Regions from separate parts of the Sus scrofa genome. Here region 1 is linked to region 2. Evidence: chromatin contacts called from public Hi-C data. All regions are on one chromosome and are shown on one strand. Each heading gives the region's core, a stretch centred on a gene start, on an enhancer-like site or on the middle of the called end of the contact. The rest is flanking DNA. Distances are from core to core; before and after follow the strand shown. Region 1 holds the start of AP1S1 (AP-1 complex subunit sigma-1A). Region 2 holds the start of GNB2 (guanine nucleotide-binding protein G(I)/G(S)/G(T) subunit beta-2).

Region 1 (2,700 bases), core at 174-2,673, 300 kb after region 2:
CGATCCCATCCCTTCTTCTCACTCCATAACGATTTACCCTTTCTAACACTAACACCTTGCTTTATTGATATAATTCTTGACCTAAAAAATAACACCAAGAGAGTTCAGCCGACATCGTTGGCAAGACTATGATACAGGCAGAGGAGAAAGGGAAAAGAAAAAGAAAGGAAGAAAAAATAGTAGAAGGAAGAGGGTGGAAAAAGCAAATAGTCGTAATCCCTACCCAAATCAGGTGTTTACAGTGTGTCAGATATATACAGCCTGAAATCAGACTTGCAGGGTAGGTAATGCTATCTTCGTTTTTAAAATGAGGAAAGGAGGGTTAAATGATCCACTTGAGGAGTTCCCTGGTGGCCTAGAGGGTTAAGGATCTGGTGGCTTGGATCTCTGCTGTGGCGAGGGTTGGATTACCTGGCCTGGGCACATCTGCATGCTGTGAGAGCAGTACCCCCCCCCAAATGACCCACTTGAGACTATACATCAAATAAGAATCAGAGACCAGATTGCATCCCAGGTGAATTAGGCCCACCCTCTGGCAACTAAAGCATATTACCTCCATAACAAAGAGTAAAGGAAAAAGAATACAAAGTGGAGACAGGTAGGACCTTACCAACAACTGCTTCAAGTGCTGCTCATAAGTAATAGCACCATTAATTTCCAAGAATTATCTAGAAATATGCCATTTTTTCAGCAAGTTTGAGATTTTCTTACCTATTTATATGCAAACTCCTTTACACACACAAGCATACACACTCAAACATGCACATCCTCAGCCAAAAAGCTTGTATGACAATTCTCATCTTTACACTTGTGTCTGGGTTACAACTGACCCTTTCCTAGCTTTGATTTATGCTAACCTTTTAAAATTTTCTCGACTTCTTCCTCTTTTGCCTTAATTCATGCTCCCCCTCTTCCTTACATCAGTTTTCTATCAGCCCCTCCTTTTTCTTTTATTTCTGGTCTCTCTCATTACCTACAAATCTCTCTTACTTTGAGTGTTGCATCTAGCAGGTTCTCAGTAGATATCTATTTTGAGCTCCATACTTTTCTCAAGCTTGCCCCCCCCACCCTTTGTCTTCGCCTTTCTCATCATTCTTCCTTCCCCACAGACAGTTCCCACCTTGTTCCCTCTCAGTCGCCCACGCCCCTTCCATTAAACCACCCTACTTCCTCATGAACTCCAGCGGTCATCTCACCCATCTCTCACCCCTTTTCCCGCCTTTTCCCCCCAAGGTTCCAAAGCGCGAGGACCTCATTGTCCTCCTCCCCCGTCCTCCAACCAGCCCACAAGACAGCCTTGTTACCATGACGACAGAGCTAATCAAAGCTGAAGTCGAGGACCTGGTTGCCATGGCTTCCGCTTCTCCGCCCCCCAGCCCCGCCTGCGCGCCCTGCAGCGTTGGCGCCTGCGCAGTACGCATCGCATGGGTTCTCCGTGCCGGGGCGGACGGGGCGGGGCTTCAAGCGTGAGGGAGGGAAGGAGGCGAAGGGATCTGAAAGGGAGTGGAGCTGGCGCCTACGGTGGCTGAAGAGGGACGCGCAGGGCCGGAGGCTGCAGGATGGTAGGCTGTGCAAAGAGGGAGGGGAGGGGGAACCGAGGGGCGTGGGCTGCACCTGCGGGGGTCCTGGGGGGCCGCCCTCTGTGTGAGCCGTTTCCTTCCCTCCGGTCCTCAGAGGCCTTTACTTATCCGGACGGGTGGGCCAGCCGGCCTCGAAAGGAAGAGCAGCTGGAAATGGCTTAAGGGCAAAGGGGCGGGGAGGGGGCACATTTGTGGGGTGAGAGGGTGACTAGGGGGCGGCGGGACTGGCCCGGGCGAGCGGGAACGCGCGGGTCGCGAACCCAGTGGTCCCGAGCCCTGCCACAGGGAAGTCGCCTGAGGAAGAGCGGCACCGGGGCCTGTCGGAGGAGGAAGGCAGAGGGGGGTCTCGGGTCACCCAGACTGACTGTACCCGTGCAGCCCACAGAGAAGCGGCGGCCGCCGGCGGGGAGGGCCGTGTGTGTGGGAGGGGATAGTTTCCGGGTGTGACGAGGGGACGTCCTGCCGCGGTTTGCCGCCCTGCTCACCTAGAGGCTGGAGTGAGGTGGGAAAGCCAAGTGGTCTCGAGGTTTTGCTCTCGGGGACCCAGCTTTTGGCTCCTCGGCTCGCGTGCTCTGGCCTCTCCGCCCCCACCTCATCCTCTTTCCGGAACCCAGGCCTTCCGTCTTCCTGCTGCCCGGCCCACCCCCCATCTTAGCGGAGCACGGCTCCCTTCAGCCCCTCCGTGGCCCTCCCACCACGCTAGCAGTGCTACCCCTTCCCTGCCAGCAAAAAAAAAAAATCGGTTCTCTTGAATTCTGATCTTTAGCCTGCTAGTGTTGTTCCACATCCCCAGGATTCCGGCCCTGGGAATGTACACGGAGACAAGAGCTAGTGGGTGAGGGAGATGACTCCAGGTGTGACCCAGACCCCTGGAACTGGGAAGCTGCCGGCGGGGTTTGCGGGGTTTACGGGGTCGAGGGTTCTGCACTCTTCCCCACTCCACCCTCTTGCACTTGTTCCACAACATTCCCTAGGGGAGCCACTCTGAATGGCTGTGTCCAAACTGAGGAACTGGAAGGGAAATTGGTCACCTGGTATCTGGGGAGGTGTGGGCGTTGTAGCAGGTGGCACCCTGAAAGGAAGAAAAGAGGAATCTCAGAGGCCAAATGCCTGGGTGGCT
Region 2 (2,700 bases), core at 110-2,609:
TGGGAACGGCCCAAGAAATAGCAAAAAGACAAAACAAAAAACAACAACAAAAAAAGGAATGCAGGATCCAAAACCAGGCTGCAAACTGCACCATAGGTCACCGCAATGCCAGATCCTTAAGCCACTAGTTGGATACTGGATACTAGTTGGATACTGGATACTAGTTGGGGTCATTACCTGCTGAGTCACAATGGGAACTCCCTCCCTTCCAAATTCTCATTGACACCTATTACCTACTGCTAATATATGATCGAATTGGTGAGTGCTCCATAAATGGAATTTGTGCTTAACTAAGAATGTGACTTTTCTTATTCTCTTTAAAAATTGGTGCTTTGGAAACTGTTTTTAATGCCTTCAACTGAGGCTAAATGAAAAGTGTATGTTTTAATACTTTTAAATCGCATGAGGACTCAATGAAGGTTACTCATTGATTTGAACTTTCCAAAACATTTTCACAATCCGCAGGATCTTAAAATAATCCAAGGTGACTTGCAGGGCAGGTAGCTATCAACACTCTCATTTTATAGATGTGGAAACCGAGGCCTATACTTACATTCTCATCCCTTCGCGGAGATGGTCCAGAGCGAGGTTCATCAAGAGGCTAGATATTAATACACACAATAAGGTCGATAAAGCAGCCTTGGTTCATATTCCAACTCTGCAGCCCTAGGACTCTGTTTCCACTACTGTAAAATGGGGACAAAGCCAGTACTCAACTTCATAGCACTGTGAGGAGTAAATAAGTATGAAGCTCAATAAACGAGTTGCTATTAGAGTGTCATGCCGCCACATAAAGAGTTCCGCAAAAGCCACTGGGCAACGCGGGGGCACTGCCTGGGCAGACCCGTTCTCACAGCATACCTGAGTTCCCAGGGGCCGCCCAGGTCCCCATGGCTTCCCGCCCGGGCACCTTCGGAAACACTGCTCCTCCTCGCTACGCGTTGAGGCCGGCTGGCCTCTCCAGCAGTGATCAACACTGATCTCTCTCAACCCTGTCCCCTGTGGAGGGGCGTGGTCTCACAGACAAAGGGCGGAGCCAAGGCGAGAACTGGGGCGTCGAGCTCCCCTTCCCAGTCTGGAGCCGCCCAATCCGGGAGGGCAGGTCACGTGACCAGCGAGCGGTTTCACCCTCCCCTATGCCGGTACCACCTATGTCAGTCCCAGAGGGGATGTTTTGTGCCTTTTCGGGAAGCAAAGTATTTTTCTGAGCCCATTTTGCGTAGAAATAATGTAGAGTAATATCTTTGATGTTATGGGGTCAATATTTGCCCCCTAAGTGCTATTTTTCCCCCGGCCTCCCCCCGATAAGTAGTTGGTCTCGTCCAGCCGGGCCCTGGGCGCGGCGGCGACGGCCGCGTCACTGGCGGGCGGGATCCCTCCGCTCTGGGGAGAGCAGCGCTGGACGGTTGAGTTGGGGTGACTGAGAAAATCCATCCGCGTCGCCGCCGCTGCCGCCTCCGCCGCGGAGGAAGACAGGACCTCCCGCTCTCCTTTAGCGACCCTTCGCAGAGTCCCACCGCCACAGGTACCTCCGCTGGTAAAAGGAGTCCTCATCCCCTTCCCAGCCCCAAATTCCCGTGGGGGAACCTCTCTTCCGTCTGTCTACCCGGTCTGGCCTCTCGGGAGCGGACGTAACTCCCCAGACATCCCCTCCCTTCTTATGGCCCCGTCGCTCCCAAACCCGGAAGGGGAACTGGGGGACCCTCGCCCCCAATAACGCACGCGCTCCCTGCAGCATCAGGGGCCTTTTGCCTGACTCTAGACCTCATCTCACCCCCACCTGCCTCTTGCTCCCTGAGAAGTTGGGGGGCTAAATTCGGGGCTTCCTCTAGGCCCTGTCCCGCCCCCTTTCCCCACCACTGCCACCCTCTTAGCTCCCCCGGGGTAGCACCCCTCGTGTCCTCCCATTTCGCACCGCCGCTGGCATTCGCCTTGCAAAAGTCCAGAATCCTCAGAGAAGCAGGCAAGGCCGCGAGGCCACCCTTCCCTTGTCTCCACCCTCGATTTAGGTTCTTTTCTGGACCCATTACCCCCTAGACCAGAGACCTCGGCACCTCATTCCCTTTAGCAGTCCTAACCTCACGCTTAGCTCCCAGTCGCCCCTACCCCCCACCGAGCTTTCTTTTGGGCAAAATGGAGGTCGTGGGGGCCGGAGAGCCAGGCCCACTGCGTTTCGAAGAGCCACACCGGCCCGCGCCTTCCCCTGCCAGATCCGGGGACCCTCGCTTGTCCCTTGCCTCCCCTTCGCCCCGTCAGCCTTGCGGAGGCGGTGGCACCCCCATTTCTCCTTGGGACCCCAATTGCTGTATGCCCAGAATCTGGGGTTGCCGAGGGGGCTCGGAAGGGTGATAGGGATTGAGGGCTGGGAGCGTTGCCCCCGCCCCCAGCGGCTTCCTCCTGGCCTGCTTCCTTCTGCCTGGGGCGTCTGGCGCTGCCGCCCGGCCTGGGCTGCCGGCAGCTGGAATTGAGGGGCTTTGTCCCGAGCTGGGGAAATGGGATGGGGGTCTCTGCCCCCCACTTTGGAAGGGCGTCCCCAGGCTCTGGCGTAGAAAGCTGAACAGAGCGAGGGGAAATGTCAGCGGGGAAGAGAAACGCCCAGGGCCTGGGGGAAGTGGGAGCAGGGTGGGGGACGCCTGGGTTGGCAGAGTGCAGTGTGCATGGCCAGATCACACAGGTGTCCAAAGGAGGGGGGGGGTAGGA

Evidence for each region. Hi-C and Micro-C count contacts between places; a contact is called where the count stands out from the background.
Region 1: a Hi-C map of liver shows a contact between it and region 2, with 2.3 times the contacts expected there. The contact joins the promoter of AP1S1 here to the promoter of GNB2 in region 2. A contact is called at or near these places in 2 of 47 Hi-C or Micro-C datasets (embryonic fibroblasts and liver).

Annotation. Positions count from the first base shown.
Region 1 is chr3:8,879,570-8,882,269 of Sscrofa11.1, forward strand. AP1S1 (AP-1 complex subunit sigma-1A) reads left to right here and starts at 1,424. Exons shown (of 5, transcript XM_021086258.1): 1 at 1,424-1,562. The coding sequence starts at 1,560. LOC110259888 (a long non-coding RNA gene) reads right to left here and starts at 2,195. Exons shown (of 4, transcript XR_002342304.1): 1 at 2,066-2,195.
Region 2 is chr3:8,577,678-8,580,377 of Sscrofa11.1, forward strand. GNB2 (guanine nucleotide-binding protein G(I)/G(S)/G(T) subunit beta-2) reads left to right here and starts at 1,360. Exons shown (of 10, transcript XM_003480989.3): 1 at 1,360-1,525.